Linked DNA regions of Mus musculus: region 1 is linked to region 2. Evidence: chromatin contacts called from public ChIA-PET data. All regions are on one chromosome and are shown on one strand. Each heading gives the region's core, a stretch centred on a gene start, on an enhancer-like site or on the middle of the called end of the contact. The rest is flanking DNA. Distances are from core to core; before and after follow the strand shown. Region 1 has its middle 79 kb from the start of Gm46240. Region 2 has its middle 65 kb from the start of Gm33782.

Region 1 (4,023 bases), core at 461-2,960, 450 kb before region 2:
GTGTGACTTTTGACTTTCTGTCAATGGGATCTCCTACCTGCCCATTTACTTAAGCTTCAAAAGCTTAAAACTCTAGGCTAGACAGGATTAGTATGTGGTATTGCACCAGACCAGTGAACTCCCTTAAGGGCCTTAGACGTTTGAGAAATGCCATGGAATCCCCTGAACTTGTAACTTGAACCAATGTTAAGTGGTCTGAGGATAGGAAGAAGCCAAGGATCTGAGAAAGGGAAGCTCCAAGAATCCATATCTGATATCACCAGGGCATGGATAAGGCTGTCAACATCATTGGAAAACTTAAACATCCCAGAAGACCTAGCTAATATAGTCCGTACAGATACAGCAAAGGCGAACGCCACCCAGAGGTAATAACGACCAAGCTTGTGCATTCCAATGGCATGACTTCCGGGAAGGCTGAGGGGGTTCAGACCTGAAACAGCTCCCTGCTTATCCTCATAGGTGATTTGACTTTAAATGACTTTAGGCTCCAAAAGGAACTACAAGTTTGAATTCCCTGTTGTGATTCAAGCCAGAAAAGAACATATTACCTTTCAATGACAGGTTTAAGAGGTTTTCAAGCTCAGCAGAAACAGTGTCACTGGAGCCAAGCAGAACTCAGCCATAGACAGTGCGAATCTGTATTTCTGAACAGCTGACGTGTGGCTATTTCAAAAACCTTACACCAATAATCTTCTGTGTAGATGCCCTGACACGCTGCTCTCGGAACTTTCCAGAACTGACTCATAATTAGCCATCATGGTCTGTTCAACCAAGAAGGAGGGATAACTTTATCTCACTTTAAGAATCTGAGTTGATGTTCTTCCTTATCATGTAAATGTCTTTAATGAGTCACTTATTGATATAAACACTTTGTATGGTGTTCTTAGGATTTGCCCAAACCCATCCTTCCTCGTAACTCGTTAGAATGTAAAATTGTTGAACCACTAGAGAAAAAACAAAGTTTCATGGTTCCCTCACTAAAGTTAAACAAGGATCTTTTTTTTTTTCCCGAACCATATGACCCTCCAATTCCACTCCTAGTCACACCAAAAATCATTGGAAACAGATGTTCAAATAAAACCTAGGGCACAAACAGCCATAACAGCAACTTTCAGGGTAATAACCTGCAGGTGGAAATGACCCTAATGCACATCAACAGATGAATGGATATAAAAAAAAAATGTGGCCTGCCCACACAGTAGAATATTATTCAACTACTAAAAGGAAGGAATGCATGAAGGAGGTGCATGCCACAGACAAATCAACTGGAACTCATACCTCACATGAATGAAGCAGACACAAAAAGTTGGAGGTTGTATAGTTTAATGTATTTGAAATTTTCAAAATAGGCAGATCTATAAAGATGGCAAGATTAGGGGTTTCCAGGAACTAGGGCAAAGGAGGAGTTAAAATTGATTGCTTAGTGAATAACAAGCTTGTAAAGAAACAAACAGTTCCAGAAGCAATTGTGGGGGGGAGATACCACCACAATTTCCTGCATGTGTTTATTGCCTCTGACTTCTTACAATGGTGAAAAATGACAAGCCTTGCCTGTCACTTTATACAATGAATGGATACCTATCTTATTTCCCAAGAACCTCTCTTGGGCCCATGGAAATTTTTCTGCAGTACTAACTGAAATGGGTCAACGGTTTTCCCTCGTGGGAAGGAACCCAAGTCTCTGATTGCACCGAGCAAAACTGGTCAGCTGTTTTACAAGGAAAACAGCTGGCACTGAAGCCTGTGCTCTTTAAAGAGCTGCTAGCTGAGCCTCTTCCCCAGGGTGAATTCAAGCTGAAGAGCTGTGATTCTGAGCCAGGTTTGCGTGGGCCACACCCAGCTACTAATAAGTTGTTCCCAACTCTACAGGCCTCATCTTAATAACTAGCTCTTCTCCTACCTTGGAAGTTCCCATAATCATGTGGCCACTCAAATGAGAAGAGCAGAAACCACTGACAATTTGGAGACGAGACAGAGTCCAGAAAAGGAAGCAAAGTCATGAAAATATAAATTTAGCTTGAGGTGTTCCATGAACACAAGGCAGAGGCTTAGAATTGGGGCTTGTTCTAAATGTCCAAACGGAGAAAATAGTGGTGTCTCTGGAACAGAGCCATGTGGGTAAAGCAGTTTCTAGAGCAGAGGCCAGACTCTGGTGTCCTGGATACATGGGAATTTATGACAATATTTGAAAACTTTTGCAACTTATGAGGAGACTTTGGCCTAGCTGGAGACAACTAGTCAGATGAACTGTCTGTGACCTAAAGATGACAAAGCAAGCTGCAAGTAGAGAAAGTTGGAAGTGACAGTTTCCTCTGTCCTGGAAATGCCAGTTAGGAATACTAGCTTTTAAGGTAGAGGTCAGTCTTGAGACACCAGGAGAAAAGGGAAGGTAGGCAGGAGCCAAGCCTTGTAATAATAATAATAATAATAATAATAATAATAATAATAACAATAACAATAACAATAATAATAACTCAAAGTCTTGATGTGACAGTTTTAAGCAGGAAAAATTACATCGTATGATTTAGGTTAATGAAATACTATTCTCTGGTGGCACTGCAGAAGATGGACAGGCGGAAGGAATCTTGGAGCAAAACCAGGAACATTGCCAGGGCAATAGTGACTCTCAAATGTTGCTGGTACAGACCAATGAGGATAAGAATGTAATCTAGGCAATTCTATTCTGTTGGATAAAATGTAGGGAAGGGGAGCACATGGCGGAGTAAAGACTTACTTCTAGTTCAAGCCAAAGGTCATAGCGTCTGATATGTTCTGCTACGATAAACAAAGCCAGTGTACGCCCTGTAGAACGTCTAGTGAGGTTTGCCCAGTGGTTGCCTCTAAGGTCATATTAACCATCCAGATGTGCTAGTCCAGATGTGCTAGTCCAGATGTGCTGGTGGCATATATTCAGTTTCTTCTTCCTTTAAAATTTTCTCACTTTTATTTTATCCAACATATAAAAGCATGTGGGAACGAGTTTCCATACTGTGCATTAATCCGCGACTACATTGTGTGATGTGTGATGTTTAGATCCGTTTTAATGCATCTTCTCAAACATTGGTCATTTCTTGATGATGAGAAGCTTCAAACTTGCTTTGTGCAGTGTTTCGAAATGCTCGGCCTAGTGCAAACACAGCCACCCTCCCAGTGGGTCTTACACCCATACAACTAACCATAACATGGGTTTCCTATATCTCTGCCTATGTAAAGAGTAGGTAGCACACTAGATTGTGTGTCTTGACGGGCAGTGAGGCATAACATTTATTCTTATATGCATTGGCCCTTCTCTTCTGTGTGGTTGCATATTGTTTGTCTGTCTTGCTGCTTTGTGAAATCTGGTGACTGACACCTGGAAAACTTTGGGCATCCTTCAACATTCTTGGCACTTGCTGTCTGTACCTTGGACTACTTGTTGCCTGACCCTACCTGCCCTTGAGGCTTGGAGGTGAGGTAGCCTGGAATCAAAGACACAGACTCCAGGAGCAGGTGAAAGCTTGTCTGAACACTGTTGCAAGGTCCATAAATACCTTCCACCTGTGCCCATGGGTCCCAAGAAAGCATCTTTTCTAAACAGCAGTTCCCAATTGGCTGGCATTGTCTGCATCAGCAATCCTTGTTCTCTCATACAGTCCTCAATTAGATCCTCCTGCAGGAGATGACTTTGAAGCTTCTAGCCCCCCATGTTTATGTAGAGGTGGCCAGTGCTGGTCTGCCTACAGGCACTGTCACCAGAGATCCCTGAGTAAGTGCTCTCACACTCCTGCTCACTTGGCCTCCCTGTGACTGTCAACCTAACAAAGTCTAAAACCATCTAGAGTATAGAGCTCTGGGCCTGTGTATGAGAGAGCTTCTCAATTGGGTTATCTGAATTGGGAAGACCCTCTGTGAGTATGGGAGGCCCCTTTCCGTTCTCTAGGCTGAGTTCAGGAGATGGTGAGCTAAGCATAATTTTTCTCACAAAGTGGGACCAGCTCCTTCATTCCTGCTGACTGGTTCTCCCTAGCATAAGGGACTGCTCTC
Region 2 (4,138 bases), core at 478-2,977:
TGGTCCTTCTTAGAAGAGGGAACAAAATACCTATGGAAGGATTTACAGAGACAAGTGTGAAGTAGAGACTGAAAAAATGGCCATCAAGAAACTGCCTCACCTGAGGATCCATCCCATAAACAACCACCCAAACCAGACACTACTGTGGATGCCAACAGGAGCTTGCTGACAGAAGCCTGATGTAGCTGTCTCCTGAGAGGCTCTGCTAGTGCCTCATAAATACAGAAGTGGTTGCTCACAGCCATCCATTGGACTGAGCACAGGGTCCCCAATGAAGGAGCTAGAGAAAGTACCCAAGGAACTGAAGGGGTTTGCAGCCCCATAGGAGGAACAACAATATGAACCAGTATCTCCAGAGCTCCCTGGGTATAAATCACCAATCAAAGAAAACACATGGTGGGACTCATGGCCCTAGCTGCATATGTAGCAGAGGATGGCCTAGTCGGTCATCAATGGGAGGAGAGGCCCTTGGTCTTGTGAAGGTTCTATGCCCCAGTGTAGGGGACTGCCAAGGCCAGGAAGAGGGAGTGGGTGGGTTGGTGAGCAGGGGTGGGAGGAGGGATAGGGGGTTTTCAGAGGGGAAACTAGGAAAGGGAATAACATTTGAAATGTAAATAAAGAAAATAGCTAATTAAAAAAAAAAAAACAAGACTCACCAAGAGAACATCATCTAAAATACTTACTAATTAACTGAACTTCTTATCACAATAAACCATAAAGCCTTCATTGACAGCTTGATGACTTGAAACATATAATCTCCTAAGGCTCTAAAGTACAATTCCTGTGTGTTTTTATTTCTTAGTTAGGGTCATTCTCTGTAGCCCAGGCTGGCCTGAAGTTCAAGGCTAGCTCCTTGACTCAGCCTTCCAAGTAATGGGATTATAGGCGTGAACCACGAGGGATGTCTCAGCTGTTGTGGATTTCACAGGGCCGGAGGACCTCAGGATAAATACTTGCTTGTGGCTAAAGGACAACTGTCAGGGCTTTGTAAAGTGACTTTATTTCTTCTCTTAATGCCAAACCATGTGGCTGTTTCCCTTAGTCCTTTATACTAAGTAGAGGTGCTAGAACATTCCATGTGAGCAGACTACTACTTGGGTACACGAAGAGCTTCACTGTAGAGGCATCTGAGTTTAGTGTCCCTTTGTGTTTATCTGGCTATCATTTCTGGAGGCTTAGATGTGTGAAAGAGATGGAACTTCCCATGTCCTTTGTGCCACCTCTGTTATCTTTGGGTCAGCCTAAAGACTCCTGAACCGGCTTGAGGCCTGCAGGTTTTTTCTGCTGCTCTCTCTGTGTTCTTGGGAGGGCTGTTGACCTGTTGGTAGAAGGAAGAGACAATTTAACAGTCCCGGATCAGTTCCGTGTTTCAGTGAGGCCAAGTTGGGTATTTCCCTTCCCAGATCAGTTAAGCCCCTGGTAAAACCCCATGAGTCAGGCTCTGCTGCACCAGTGTCCTGAAGGTTAAGTCTTAGCAAGGAGAACCCAGAACTTCAGGTATATTTTAAAATGACGATGTCCCTACCCCGTGGGGAAGCAATACAGTATTTTACTTTTGTTTTTTCACAGTAGGAGTCTAATATCAGTAAAACTCAGGAAAGTTCCTTTGTTTAGACCCTCTAAGATATCCAATTCTCAGGCTTGAGCAGACGGGAACAATAGCAATTTGTTGGTGGGTGGTAGTGGTTTCTGTTTCCACACTTCTGCTTTTGGTGAACTGACGTTCTCCACACTCATGGGCCTGCCGCTCTTGCTTGTCGGCAGCAGTCTGTGACCTCAATTCTCTGAAGGCTCTAAGAAGAGCTGTCAGTTCAGTTTGTTCAATTTGTTGTTGTTGTTGTCGTCGTCTTTCTTGCTTTATTGTGTTGTGTTATGTGATTGGGAGTCACAAGTTCAAAACATGTGTCATGACTGAAGCCAGAGCACATTTCGGAGTTGGTGCACAATGTTTCCTATATGTGTGGAGAACAGGAGCTCAAACTGGAGTCTGTGGTGGCCTCAAACTCACTGTCATCTTACCTCAGCATCCCACATGTTGGAATTACAGAAGAATGACGCCACACCCAGCCACAGGGTCTCTTTCCCTGAATTCTACTGAACCTGGAATCTTCTTGGATGGTGGCTGTGAATCAGAAGTCTGAACCAAATAGCCAGATGAGCCAGCAGGCCCCACTCCAGGTTTGGGGATACTTCTCTAAGCCTGGGGTGTTCCTATTCCAAGGTGAGGGCTGTGCTGCCCTTTCACAGGCCCTGTGGAGCACAAGCAATGCTGATGTACAGTATTCTTTCAGGCTCACCACGACATACACAGGCCAGTTGCTTGAGACTAGCTCCTGTCAGAGGTCACCCTGTTTTGTAGTTATCTGAGTGCCCAATAGCTTTGCTTCGCATTCTCAAAGGCAGACATTCACAGATCAGTGGCCCTGAGGGAGGCCAAGAAGAGCATGGCATTCAAGCGACAGGAAGAGGATGCTGGGTTTTAGGTAGAGCAGTTAAGAGGAAGCGTCTCTCAGGCCCTGATAGACAAGGAGGCTTCTGCAGAAGGGGTAGGGGTGGGGCAAAGGGCAGAGAAAAGGGCCTGTGGATTCTGCTCAGTCTTTGTGATGCATCGAAAAGAAGGACTCTGGAAAGACTGAGCCTAGCGATTCTCAAATGTTCACGGAGATCTTGCAGATTCTGTTTGAGTGCTTCTGATGCCAGGCACCGAATTCTGCATTTCTAACAGTCTCTGGGGGAGGAGTGGTTACGGATATCAGAGCTTAGGCCATACTGTGAGGCACAAGGGTGTCAGAGGACTCCCCCTGTGCTAACATAGACAACACAGTGGTAGCTGCTCACTGCGCTCTCTGACCTCCTCGTAGGCATTCTCAGTTTGACACAGTCCCTTCTGGAAGAGTAAATGGACCCTCTGTGTTTCTAAAGCCTGAGCTTTCTTCCAAGCCTCTCTCTAGCCTATCCTCCTCTAGGATTCCTCTACCCCTGGAGGCCTCTGTGATTCATGGCTTTTGTGGGCTTCTGTACCCTTTCTTGTGCCTACCAAGGCATTCTCTTGATCTGTCTCCTGACTAGAACTGTAGGTGTTGAGTACGGACCATACATCTTATTCCTCTTCACTTCACAGGGCTCAGAGGGAGCTCGGGTCATTAGGAATACGCTGAGACTGCCCAGCGTACTCTAAACAACTTAGACAAGAGTGTAAGCCTCGGCTCTCTCACTCAGCAGCTGTTAAAGCCGAGACAAAGAGCTGCTCTTTGAGTTTTAGCGGTGGTGATAGGTGCGAGGAATGTTGATACCCCCACTGGATTGTTGGGAGAAACTGAGAAAATAAAGTTAGCCAAGTGTTACATCAAGTGTCTACCATAAAGTCAACACTCCATAAATTTAAACCCTCTCCCCTTGAGTCCATTTTTCCTTTGCCCTTATTAGGAGTTAATGGTATGTTCTCTTCCTGACGCCCTTTCCTTGAAAAAATACCATGTCAGATGCAACATTCTTGGGAGTTTTTCCTCTATCCCCATAGTCCACTGTAGGCTGGAAACATCTCAAGCCTGCGCTACCAAATACAATAGCTTAATAACTTGTGTCTATTGCAAAAGAGCAATGTTACCTTTCACGAGCGCACGTCTGGCTGACAGCTGCTGCAACTTGGTGCTACCTAGCATCCTGAGAGAGAGCATTGTGCCACATAATGGTAGACTGCGGACAGACCAGAATGCAAGGTATAGCTTCCTTGTATAGTTTTTTATATCATCATTACACTAAAATTAAAAACGTGGATTGATCCACAGAATATCCGAGACCATCTGTCTCCAAGAAGGATTTTGCAGAAATTGAGAGAGGGGAACTTTCTCGTGGTGTCTTATTGTAGCAAATTTTGTGCATGAGCTGTTTAAACTCAATAGAAATGTGCAGCTAAAAATTATTGTTGGGGGATGGCTATGTAGCTCTATGGAAAGAGTATATCGTCAGCATATATGAAGCACTCAGCATCCCCCACATCCCAAAATGTCCTTCTTTCTCATCTTAAAACAATACACTTCTCTCGGGATAAATTCAGCTGCTTTACTCCGTCATCCCCGTTTCCTTATTGGTATTTTTAAAAATATTTTTTATTACATATTTTCCTCAATTACATTTC

What was found. ChIA-PET counts read pairs in DNA pulled down with a chosen protein or histone mark.
Region 1: an RNA polymerase II ChIA-PET map of memory CD8 T cells shows a contact between it and region 2, with 49 read pairs. The contact joins two enhancer-like sites. A contact is called at or near these places in 1 of 484 Hi-C or Micro-C datasets (CD4 T cells) and 2 of 115 datasets of contacts at active chromatin or transcription factors (memory CD8 T cells and thymic regulatory T cells).

Annotation. Positions count from the first base shown.
Region 1 is chr10:96,820,203-96,824,225 of GRCm38.p6, reverse strand. No RefSeq gene overlaps it. Among named protein-coding and RNA genes, the nearest start is that of Gm46240, 79 kb to the left of the region's middle. Within about 2 kb of position 1,710, at least 60 of the 459 cell types and tissues checked have an H3K27ac peak or open chromatin away from gene starts, as enhancers often do. A contact at or near this core is called in memory CD8 T cells, where this site is marked.
Region 2 is chr10:96,372,015-96,376,152 of GRCm38.p6, reverse strand. No RefSeq gene overlaps it. Among named protein-coding and RNA genes, the nearest start is that of Gm33782, 65 kb to the right of the region's middle. Within about 2 kb of position 1,727, at least 141 of the 459 cell types and tissues checked have an H3K27ac peak or open chromatin away from gene starts, as enhancers often do. A contact at or near this core is called in memory CD8 T cells, where this site is marked.